Linked DNA regions of Sus scrofa: region 2 is linked to region 1. Evidence: chromatin contacts called from public Hi-C data. All regions are on one chromosome and are shown on one strand. The core of a region is the stretch at or near the end of the contact, and the rest is flanking DNA. Distances in the headings are between cores, read along the strand shown. Region 1 overlaps PLPP3 (phospholipid phosphatase 3). Region 2 has its middle 170 kb from the start of PLPP3.

What was found. Hi-C and Micro-C count contacts between places; a contact is called where the count stands out from the background.
Region 2: a contact with region 1 is called in a Hi-C map of liver, with 1.6 times the contacts expected there. The contact joins two enhancer-like sites. A contact is called at or near these places in 3 of 47 Hi-C or Micro-C datasets (all in liver) and 1 of 2 datasets of contacts at active chromatin or transcription factors (skeletal muscle).

Annotation. Positions count from the first base shown.
Region 1 is chr6:155,834,418-155,839,026 of Sscrofa11.1, reverse strand. The region is part of intron 1 of PLPP3 (phospholipid phosphatase 3); the gene reads right to left. Among named protein-coding and RNA genes, the nearest start is that of PLPP3, 36 kb to the right of the region's middle. Within about 2 kb of position 1,841, at least 15 of the 83 cell types and tissues checked have an H3K27ac peak or open chromatin away from gene starts, as enhancers often do. A contact at or near this core is called in liver, where this site is marked.
Region 2 is chr6:155,964,716-155,969,324 of Sscrofa11.1, reverse strand. No RefSeq gene overlaps it. Among named protein-coding and RNA genes, the nearest start is that of PLPP3, 170 kb to the right of the region's middle. Within about 2 kb of position 2,209, at least 9 of the 83 cell types and tissues checked have an H3K27ac peak or open chromatin away from gene starts, as enhancers often do. A contact at or near this core is called in liver, where this site is marked.

The sequences.
Region 1 (4,609 bases), core at 592-3,091:
TATACTGGTCTACTTCTGTCACTTCCATTACCTACCTGGCCCCTGGCTTTTCTACCCCTGTTCTGGAGAACATAAAAGTCCTTGCTGAACCTATAAAAATAGAAGTAATTAACTCTTGGAGTTCCCACTGTGTCTCAGCAGGTTAAGAATCTGACTAGTATCCATGAGGACGCAGGTTTGATCCTTGGCCTCGCTCAGTGGGTTAAGGATCTGGTGTTGCCTTGAGCTGTGGTGTAGGCTGCAGACCTAGCTTGGATCTGGCATTGCTGTGGCTCAGGTCCAATTCAATGCCTAGCCTAGGAACTTCCATATGCTGCAGGCACAGCCCTAAAAAGACCAAAAAAAAAAAAAGAAGAAAGAATTAACTCTTGGTTCAGCAATGTCTTCTGTGATAAGTAATGACCACATCAGACATACGTATACATATGTGTATCGGTATGTGATGGTGTCTTTGACTATGTCTCAATGTTAACCCAAGACTGTGCCCCCATCTATGTTTTCAAATCCCCAAATTGGAGTTCCTGCTGTGGCGCAGCAGAAATGAATCCAATTTGTATCCATGAGGATGCATGTTCGATCCCTGGCCTTGTTCAGTGGGTTAAGGATCCGGCATTGTCACTGTTGCGGCTCAGGTCACTGCTGTGGCACAGGTTCCATCCCTGGCCTGGGAATTTCTGTATGCTCTGGGAGCAGCCAAAAAAATAAACAAAAAATAAAATCCATTGGATATTTGTGAGTGTTACAAATCTTACTCTAAATGGAGTCAGGCATATTTCAGGAATATGCTGGTAAAATTTTGGAGAGATCTTAGGTGTCATTTACTCCATTTACTAGACGGGAAGGCTGACATCCCCCCCACACACACACCCCCTAGTATTCTAATTACTCCTTGTTGGTAAGTGTCCTTGCTAGCTGAGAGTCTCTTCAGAAAAGGATCCATATATTTTATTCACCAGCACAAAGAGCAATTCATGACACTTAGTGGGTGTTCAACAAACATGTATTGAACAAATGTATAGAAAATGGACTAAAATTCAGAAGATAGGGCTCTTCCCCCAGTACACTCTTTGACCCTAGATCTGCCCCCACCCTGTTACTTCTGAATTTAATTTCTTCTTTCTCATATCCCAAATCCTATCTCTCTAACACAATCCCCCAAAGCCACACAGGACCACATGCCCTCATAAGGAGCAGACAATTGCATCAGGAATATCTTATGGAGAACTTAACCAGCTTCAAGTCTCAGAAGGGTGGTGGTTGGACGGGTTGATCTATCTTTAGGACACTTAATCTTCACCAGCTGCCCAGATTTTTCGCGTCATGAAACTATCAGAAAATACTCTGAAGGGGTAAACTGAGGGGATGCTGCCCAGTGACTCAGCTGCCACTGCCACCCTGCCCTGCAGGCCCAAGGGCTAAGGATCCCTTTCAGCAGCACCCCCACCCCAACTAATCTATTTGCTGTGATCCTCTGGGGAATCGCTGCCCTGAAGAAAATTCCCAACAAGAAGAGCGCTGATTTCAAGAAAGCAGCTCAGACCTGGGTGTGCAAACCAGTTTTGCCACTTACAATCTGAGCGATCTTCAGCAAATTGCTGAACTTTTTGAGTCCCAGTTGTGAAAAAGAGGACACCAACAGCCACTTTGAAGAGGATGAAATACCATGGGGTAGGTATTGAACAAAGGTTAGTTCCCTGCACTCCTAATCCTGAAAATCGACTCTCTGGCCTGTTTACATGATGCCAATCAACCGGCTGGACTGGTTTCCTCAAAGAAGGTGGCGAGATGAAGCAGGACAGGGCTGTGTCAGCTCAGACAAGGACGGTGACGCGACCTGCACAAGACTGGAGCCACTCCAGTGCGTGGTGCAGAAGACAGCCCTCTCCCCAGGAGCAGGCTCCCCACTCCCAGCCCTGTCAATGTTCCTTTTGTAAAGCACAGAAACCTTCTTCAAATCTGACAGCTGCCACCTGCACAAATAATTCAGGGATGTAATTTCGTAACTGAATCCAAGCCCTGAAAGCTGAAAAGTTTGAAGTCCAAAATAATCCCTTTGACCTTCTGCCTAAACACTCACTAATCACTTTTTAATTTGTAGTTTATTTCCTCTCTCTGTGCTGTCCTTAGAGGCGGTATTTTTATTTTAGCCGTACCCAGGGAGTGAGTGGCATTACGGAACACCTGATTAAAGCAGAAGTCAAACGTCTCTCCCAGACATCTGAGGCTTGCTTGGTGCATCCCCCCCCCCCACCAGAGTTCTCCAAATTGCACTGGGTGGTGAGAAAGTGAAGGAGAAAAAGGCTGCTTCGAAGGCGGAAACTCCTCATGGAGAGAATTATGAGCTACAGAAATTAATATGTAGTGGTCCCTGCTCTCTAAGAAGGCACACGCTGGGGACAATTCCCCTCGATGCCATGTGACAGGAACGTCCACGGAGGCATTTCTAAAATGTTCAGGGAGCACAGAGGACGCCCTTTAGCACAAGTCTTGGCAGCCAAGAGGCAGACGCAATACCAGTTGATTGACTGACAGAGTAAATGCATTTCAATGATTCCTGGCTGTCATTTGAATACCAATGACGTATTTAAAGCAAGACCAAAAAAAAAAAAAAAAAAGTCCAGAACCAAAAAGCAGCCCCCCTCTAAAAAAAAAAAAACTGCTTCTGTGTTCCACCCTCATCTCCTTCCCACCTTTTACTCCTGAGGAAAAATGAGAAAAGCCGTTTGAGGGAGACCCTCTAATTCCTAAAACACACACACTGAGAAGATGCTAAAAAGGAAAAACAGAGCTAAAAAAAGTGATTCATTCCAGAAGAAATTTCTTCCTCAGAGGAAAAGAGTTTCTAACTGAAGCACCGCTAGGATTGCTATAGATTGTAGTTAGTTGTAGCCCAGATAGATATATTGGGGTCATTCTACTTTGTTCTAGTAAATTAGCCAACGTTTCACCGACTGAGCAGAGCCGCCTGTGGACTGAGCTGGGTGAGCTCCGCCAGGATCCTGGGGAGGAAATTGACTTCCAGGCCAGTGTTCAGTGAAGTAAGGCCTGAGAGCACGGAGAAGACAGCACAAATGAGTTTGGGGTAGTTTAGTTCTCTAGCCAAGTCCACCTTACAAAACAAATACTAACCAATGATAACTGATAACAAAAAAGTTGTATCCATGAGTATTCATTCTGCTACTAACTATATCATCGCACTTCCGCTCCCTGGGGCTCCTTTCTTCACATGCAAAATGAACGAGGCCTTACCACACAGGTCTTATGGACCTTCCTAAGTTTAGTTGTTTTTTTTTCACTTAAAAAAAAAAATTTTTAGCCACACCTGGGGCATGTGAAAGTTCCTGGGCCAGGAATCAAACCCGAGCCACAGTTGCACAGATGCAGCAATACCAGATCCTTAACCCGCTGCACCACGCAGGAACTTCTGCTGGAGTTTTCACCTTTATCCAAGGAGTGCAGGGCATTTTCTGAATAAACTGAAGACTGTGTTTCCATGGCATCCTTACATAGAGCTGGGCATCACCACCTGCCCACTACCCTGGCTCAGGCAACTGAGGGGCACACTCCTTTTAAGTCTGTGGAGGTAGCCTGGCCAATCAGAGCCCTCCAGAGCTCATTTATAAAGAACAGCTCCAGAAAACATCGCTACATCTGTAGACCTTCAGATATCAGCCAAATTCATGATTGGCAGCTCTTGGCTCAGTCAAAGCAGGAGGTATCTGCAACGCTGCGGTGTGGATTAGAGGCAAGTGGGAGTTACTGCTGCAAACTGGATACTACTGAAGGCACTTTGGAGCTGGAGCTCATTTATTCTTCCCAATGATCCTTTCCAGGTAAGCAGTATCAGCTTGATTTTGCAAAGGCCAGCACTGGAGATGAGAAATAAGGTCACGAGTTCCCATTGTGGCTCAGCAGAAACGAATCTGCTTTTCTAGCATCCATGAGGATGCAGGTTCGATCCCTGGCCTTCCTCAGTGGGTTAAGGATCCAGAGTTGCCATGGGCTGTGGTGTAGGTTGCAGACGCAGCTTGGATCTGGCGTTGCTGTGGCTCAGGTGTAGGCCAGTGGCTACAGCTTCATTCAATTCGACTCCTAGCCTGGGAACCTCCATGTGCGGCGGGTGCAGTCTTAAAAAAAAGACAAAAAAAAAAAAAAAAAAAAAAAAGGAAAAAGAGGGTCACAGAGCAGCAGAGCAGGAATACCACCGGGGCAGGCTGGCTTTGCACAGTGCCACGCAGCCATCAATCACACCTCCTACCTTTTGGTGCCTTTGAGGGAACCTCAGAAAGGATGCCTCTCATAAACTGGTCAGCCCTCCTTAGACAGAAATCCTTTCGCTCTGGGGCCACCCCTGGTGGCTCTGGCAGCCCCGCCCCTTCCCCACCAGGATCAGGGAAACAAAAGGTGGGCATTCAGATGTATGTGGGAGAGCCAGCTGCAGCAGAGAACTCCTAAGTGGAGTGCCATAGGAACCCTACTGTTCCAGAGGGAACTTCTTGCCAAAACTCTCCAGGAAGCCACCACTCCACGATGCATTTTTCAGCTGTTGAGAGAAAAGGGTGGTAGTTCCTGGGATGTTTCTTCAACAGTTCTGGAAGCCAGGCCCTTA
Region 2 (4,609 bases), core at 960-3,459, 130 kb before region 1:
AAGAAAAAAGACAGTCATTCTTAGAGGCGGGTTTAGTAATTTTTATCCCCACTGTCTGGCCTGGTTTAAATGAACAAACAATCTCACATCTAATGCATGGCAGAGAGGAGATGCAAACTCAGGTCAGTCTAATCCCCAAACTCATAGGTTTTCCCCACCCAGTTGAAACCTAACTAAAATTAGATAGTGCAGCCCCCTCTAATTCCCCCAACATACGTGTTCTACAGCCCCCCATTACATATGGGCTCACTCTCAGCCAGGAATTCGTATCTCCCTCGAAGACTGAGACTCTATTTTATTCCGCAAAATTATCAATCTCAGGGAAAACACTCAACCCATTGATTTTGGTGAAAGCACTCTGGAGCGACAGCCATAAGCAGGGGGCTTTCCTGGGCTCAGGACACTGGCTTTGGGGAATGGCAAAAAAAAACACTTTGTAACTCAGTTCAGGAGAAAAATTCCTGGAAATTTGAGCAAGACGGTTTGTTTCTTACTCATAAAACTGTACTGAGCCAACTCTCATTCTTCTGTCAATATTTGTGGGCTGAAAACATGACAAACCACCCGCTGTGCTGGTCAAAATGTGGACATTAGCTGATAAAGACAAAATCCCCTGGGAGCAAAACAGAAGTGTCATGACTGGCTCTAGGATAACTTTTCCCTATCTTGGAAGGTTCCACCACATGATGGGCAGAGCTCTTGTGTCAGCGGAACCCAGGAGGCCCTCCCCCCTTCCGCTACCCAGAGTTGAGTCCAAAACATGAAGGGATATGTATGTCAACCTAAGGAGTTTGGACATTAATACCAATAACGCCACTTACTGAGGACCTTCTTTGTGGCTGGTCCAATGTATCTCTCTAATCCCGAAAGCTAAAAATTAATGCAACCTTGTTATGAATTTGAAAAATGATGGCAGGAAGTTAAAGCACATACCTTGGCCATCGTCAGCTGCTAAGTGACAGAGACGGAGTCAAACCTATTCTTTTTTGCTTGGGTCTCCCTGGCCTCCTGCCCTGGGCCCAGCCACTTTCATCTCTCTCTGGAGTAGCTTGGAAGGGGGTCTCCCTGTTTCCTCTTTTTCCCTCCCGCAGTGTAGAGTAATCTTTCAAATGTAAATCAGGCTATATCAGCCTTCTGCTGCAAATCTTTCCATGGCGGTGGGTATTGCTGCTACTTCCCAGCTTCCATCCTGCCCACCCATCTTCCCTTGGGTTCTGTCAATCCCAGGAGTATCCCTTTGGCCCTGCTGCAGGACTTGGTCATTGAGGCCTTGCGTTCTCTTGGTCATGGACATTGGGCTGCAGAGACTGGGCACGGTACCAGGAGAGGCCATTAACACAGACCTGAATACTGTTTGAGGTGGTAGGGAGTAAAATTCTGTTCTCTTCCTTGCTCTCACTCTCTCTTCCCAGAACATGAATGAAAAAGCACAGCCCCCGAGTCTGCAGGCAGCCACCTTGTGACCTTGCGGGAAACCAGTGTGAGGAGCGTGCTGGCCTGTGGGAGGAAGACCAGCCGGGGAAACATAGGACCACAAAGCTGGAGCCCTGACAAGACCACATCTAAAGCCTCACCCCCTTTCAACCTTTCAGTTACGGGGAACCAATAAACCCTCTTTACTGTCCACATCAGTGTGGGCTGGATTCTCTACAACTCACCCCAGAAAGTTTCCTGGGTGATTCGAACACCTCCCCGTGTACTCTGAGTGGCATCTGGATGCCCTTCTCTGGTATTAAACCTCTAAGATCAATGAGTGGTGAGGGCAGGGGCTGGGCTTCCATTTCCCCTATACTACCAGCCCCTCACATCTGTCTAGCACACAGCAGGCACTCTAAAGTTTTTGTTTTCTGAATGAGTAAACCTCTCTCTGTGAAGTTATGTGCTTCCCTCCCAGAGGCAGCGCATGCTGCTGAGTCCCGCTGCACCACGAGTTGGACCCACCTCTCTGCAGGTGGGCTGCATTTTACTAGTTTTGTTAGATGTCCAGCCCCCATCAGTGTCCTGCAGGAGGTCAGCTCCAGGGAGGGCTTGGCAGTTCTGGGGGTGGCAGCGAGCTTGCGCAAGAGGCAGGCCATGTGAACACTTCCCCAGAAGGAGGACCTCTGGAACAGGCTGGAATTCTCGCAAATAAAGCAGGAGAGGACTCAGAGCCACTGGGATCCGGGCGGCAGTGAATGTAACCAGTGAGGCGCTGGGATGGTCCAGGTGTGGGTCAGAGGAACGGTTAGCTCCTTTTGTTCAGGTAACCTGCAGGCCCCTGCTGGCCTCAGGCCCTCCGCCTTCCTGTTTCCTCTGCCTGATCACCCAGTTACTGTGCTCAGAGACCAAATTTTGACTTGATTATCTGCAGAGGGCTTACCAATATCTGATTTTGTTTATTTTTCTCTGCTCCACCCTCCAAAATATAAGCTCCATGAGAGCAGAGACCTTGATTGTCTGGCTCTCCCACTCTGTCAATAAACATGCAATAAATCAACTCAGAGTTGCCCTGCCCCCTCCACTCAGAGACCCACCCCCTTAAAGGGCCCGCTCAGTCTCTTCGGGGACCATCACTCAAAGGTGACTTCCTCAGGGAGGTCTCGCCCCCTCACGTGGAGAAACCCCTTCCCCCCAACCACTCTCTGTCAAGGCCTATATGTTTCCTTCTGACCCTGATCACGATGTACAATTATCTCACGTTTTTAGGTTTGCTTGTTTGTTATCTACTTTCTCAAATGCATGTCAACTCTGTCATTCCCTGCTGAGTCTCTAAAGGCGAGATCCCTTCCAGCCATCAGGTGCTCAGCAAACTTTTAAGCAATGAATGAAGGGAAGATGGAGAGAGGGAGGGAATTTCCAGGGCTCTGGAAGGGGTAGACAGGAGGAGGTAAGGCAAGGAGGAGTCAAGGTTGAGTCAAGGTTGATTTCAGAGCGACTTCCGGCAGGTAAACAGGGTGAGTTTTGCCTTGAGGAAAGCATAGGTCTGCCATATTGTGAAGGGCTCTAAATAGCTCTTCTGGTGAAGTTCAAATCTGAACCCAGTTCTGATTCATTTCCCAGTTTCCTTTCTGCTGAATCATGCAGCTTTCCTGCTGAAAATGCCTCTACGTATATGCCTGAAGGACCCACAATGTACCCTACCCCCAGTCCAGATTCTTAAAAGGTGGAGACTGGCTGTTTGCGAAACCATAACTGAGTTTCTGGGTTTGTCTGCCTTCACAATGTTTCAATTAAACCGCTTTAATGAGGGACAAGCAGCCAATACCAGCCTGATATTTGAAAAGTCTCTCCACGCCTTTGTGCTACAGCCAGGCCTCTGGCTTCTCTCTCTCTCAATTATTACCTTAACCATGCCCTGGAGACCTAAGGAGCCAGTTTATTTTGACTGGGAGATTGTTAAACTGCAGGAGGCACATCTGAGACCCTGCCAGGCTGTGATTTCCACTGCTCCACATGGCCACAGGGTGCTGAGAATAGCTAAGGCCGCTTCCTGCTGGAGGAGGAAACGGCAGTTTCCTCAACTCCCGGAAACATGGCTTCCGCTCTGGTGCCTAGCTCCGTGTTAACCAATTAGACAGCCTCTTCCCACCCCAAACCTCCAGAGACCTGGCCGAAGCCTATAGAAGACATCCTGTTTCCCCTGAGGAAGTGGCCCAGCTTGAAGGAGCCTCTAGGGTATCGGAGTGAAGGGTGAGTAGGGAGCAGGGCAGGAAAGGAATGACCAGCGGGAATAAGAATAGTTATCCAGTGTCAGCTAAGTACCATGCCCCCATCACGCCCCCTTATCCTGATGCTCAGAGAATAAGTGACTTGACCTAAACTCTCACTGGCCTTCGACCGTCCAAAGTCATCGAAGACAGAAAATTCAGTCCTTTTCTTGTTTCTACAGAAAATGTGCTCACACCACACATTTCAGGAATGTAGATACATTGCTGTCCTCTGCAATGTATCTACACAGAGAACTGTATTTCCTGGCAAGCAGACTCCTGGAGATGGCTTTGGAGCCAGCTTCCTGGATTCAAATCCTGCCCCATACTCGCTGTCCCCATCAGCCATAGCTTTTTGCATGGGTCAGGTTCTCTGGGCATCAGTTTTCCCTCAATCTAGGGAAAGAGTGGTACCCACCTCATCGAGATTCAGAGATAAAGCATTTAGAGCAGACAGAGCATGTAGAGCATAGTTCAGTACCAAATAAATATTCATTATTGTTTTATTCTGCTTCCTCCTCCCTTTCAGAAGGAAAAAAAAAAAAAGTTTCCTTGTCTCATGAAGAATAATGCTGCCCCTTCTCTGAAATCTTGGCATCGGCCAGTATCCATGCTGTTGGAATTTCAACTTCTATAAGAATAGCCCTTATCAGGGCAAACCTCTGAGTGCTCTCCTTGTAGGCCACTGAATAGATAAAAATTTCTCAATCTCATTATCATGTATTACCATTTAATAGCAGCCATTGACCAAATGACTTTTTATGGTCTTATCCCATTTTTAGAAATAAACTTCACATGTTTGGAATAGTTTTACATTTACAGACAATTACAGAGACAGTACAGAGCTCCTATATACTGCACAGATTCCCCAGTTATCAACATCGTGTATACATGTGGTGCGTTTGTTATAATTAATGGGCCAA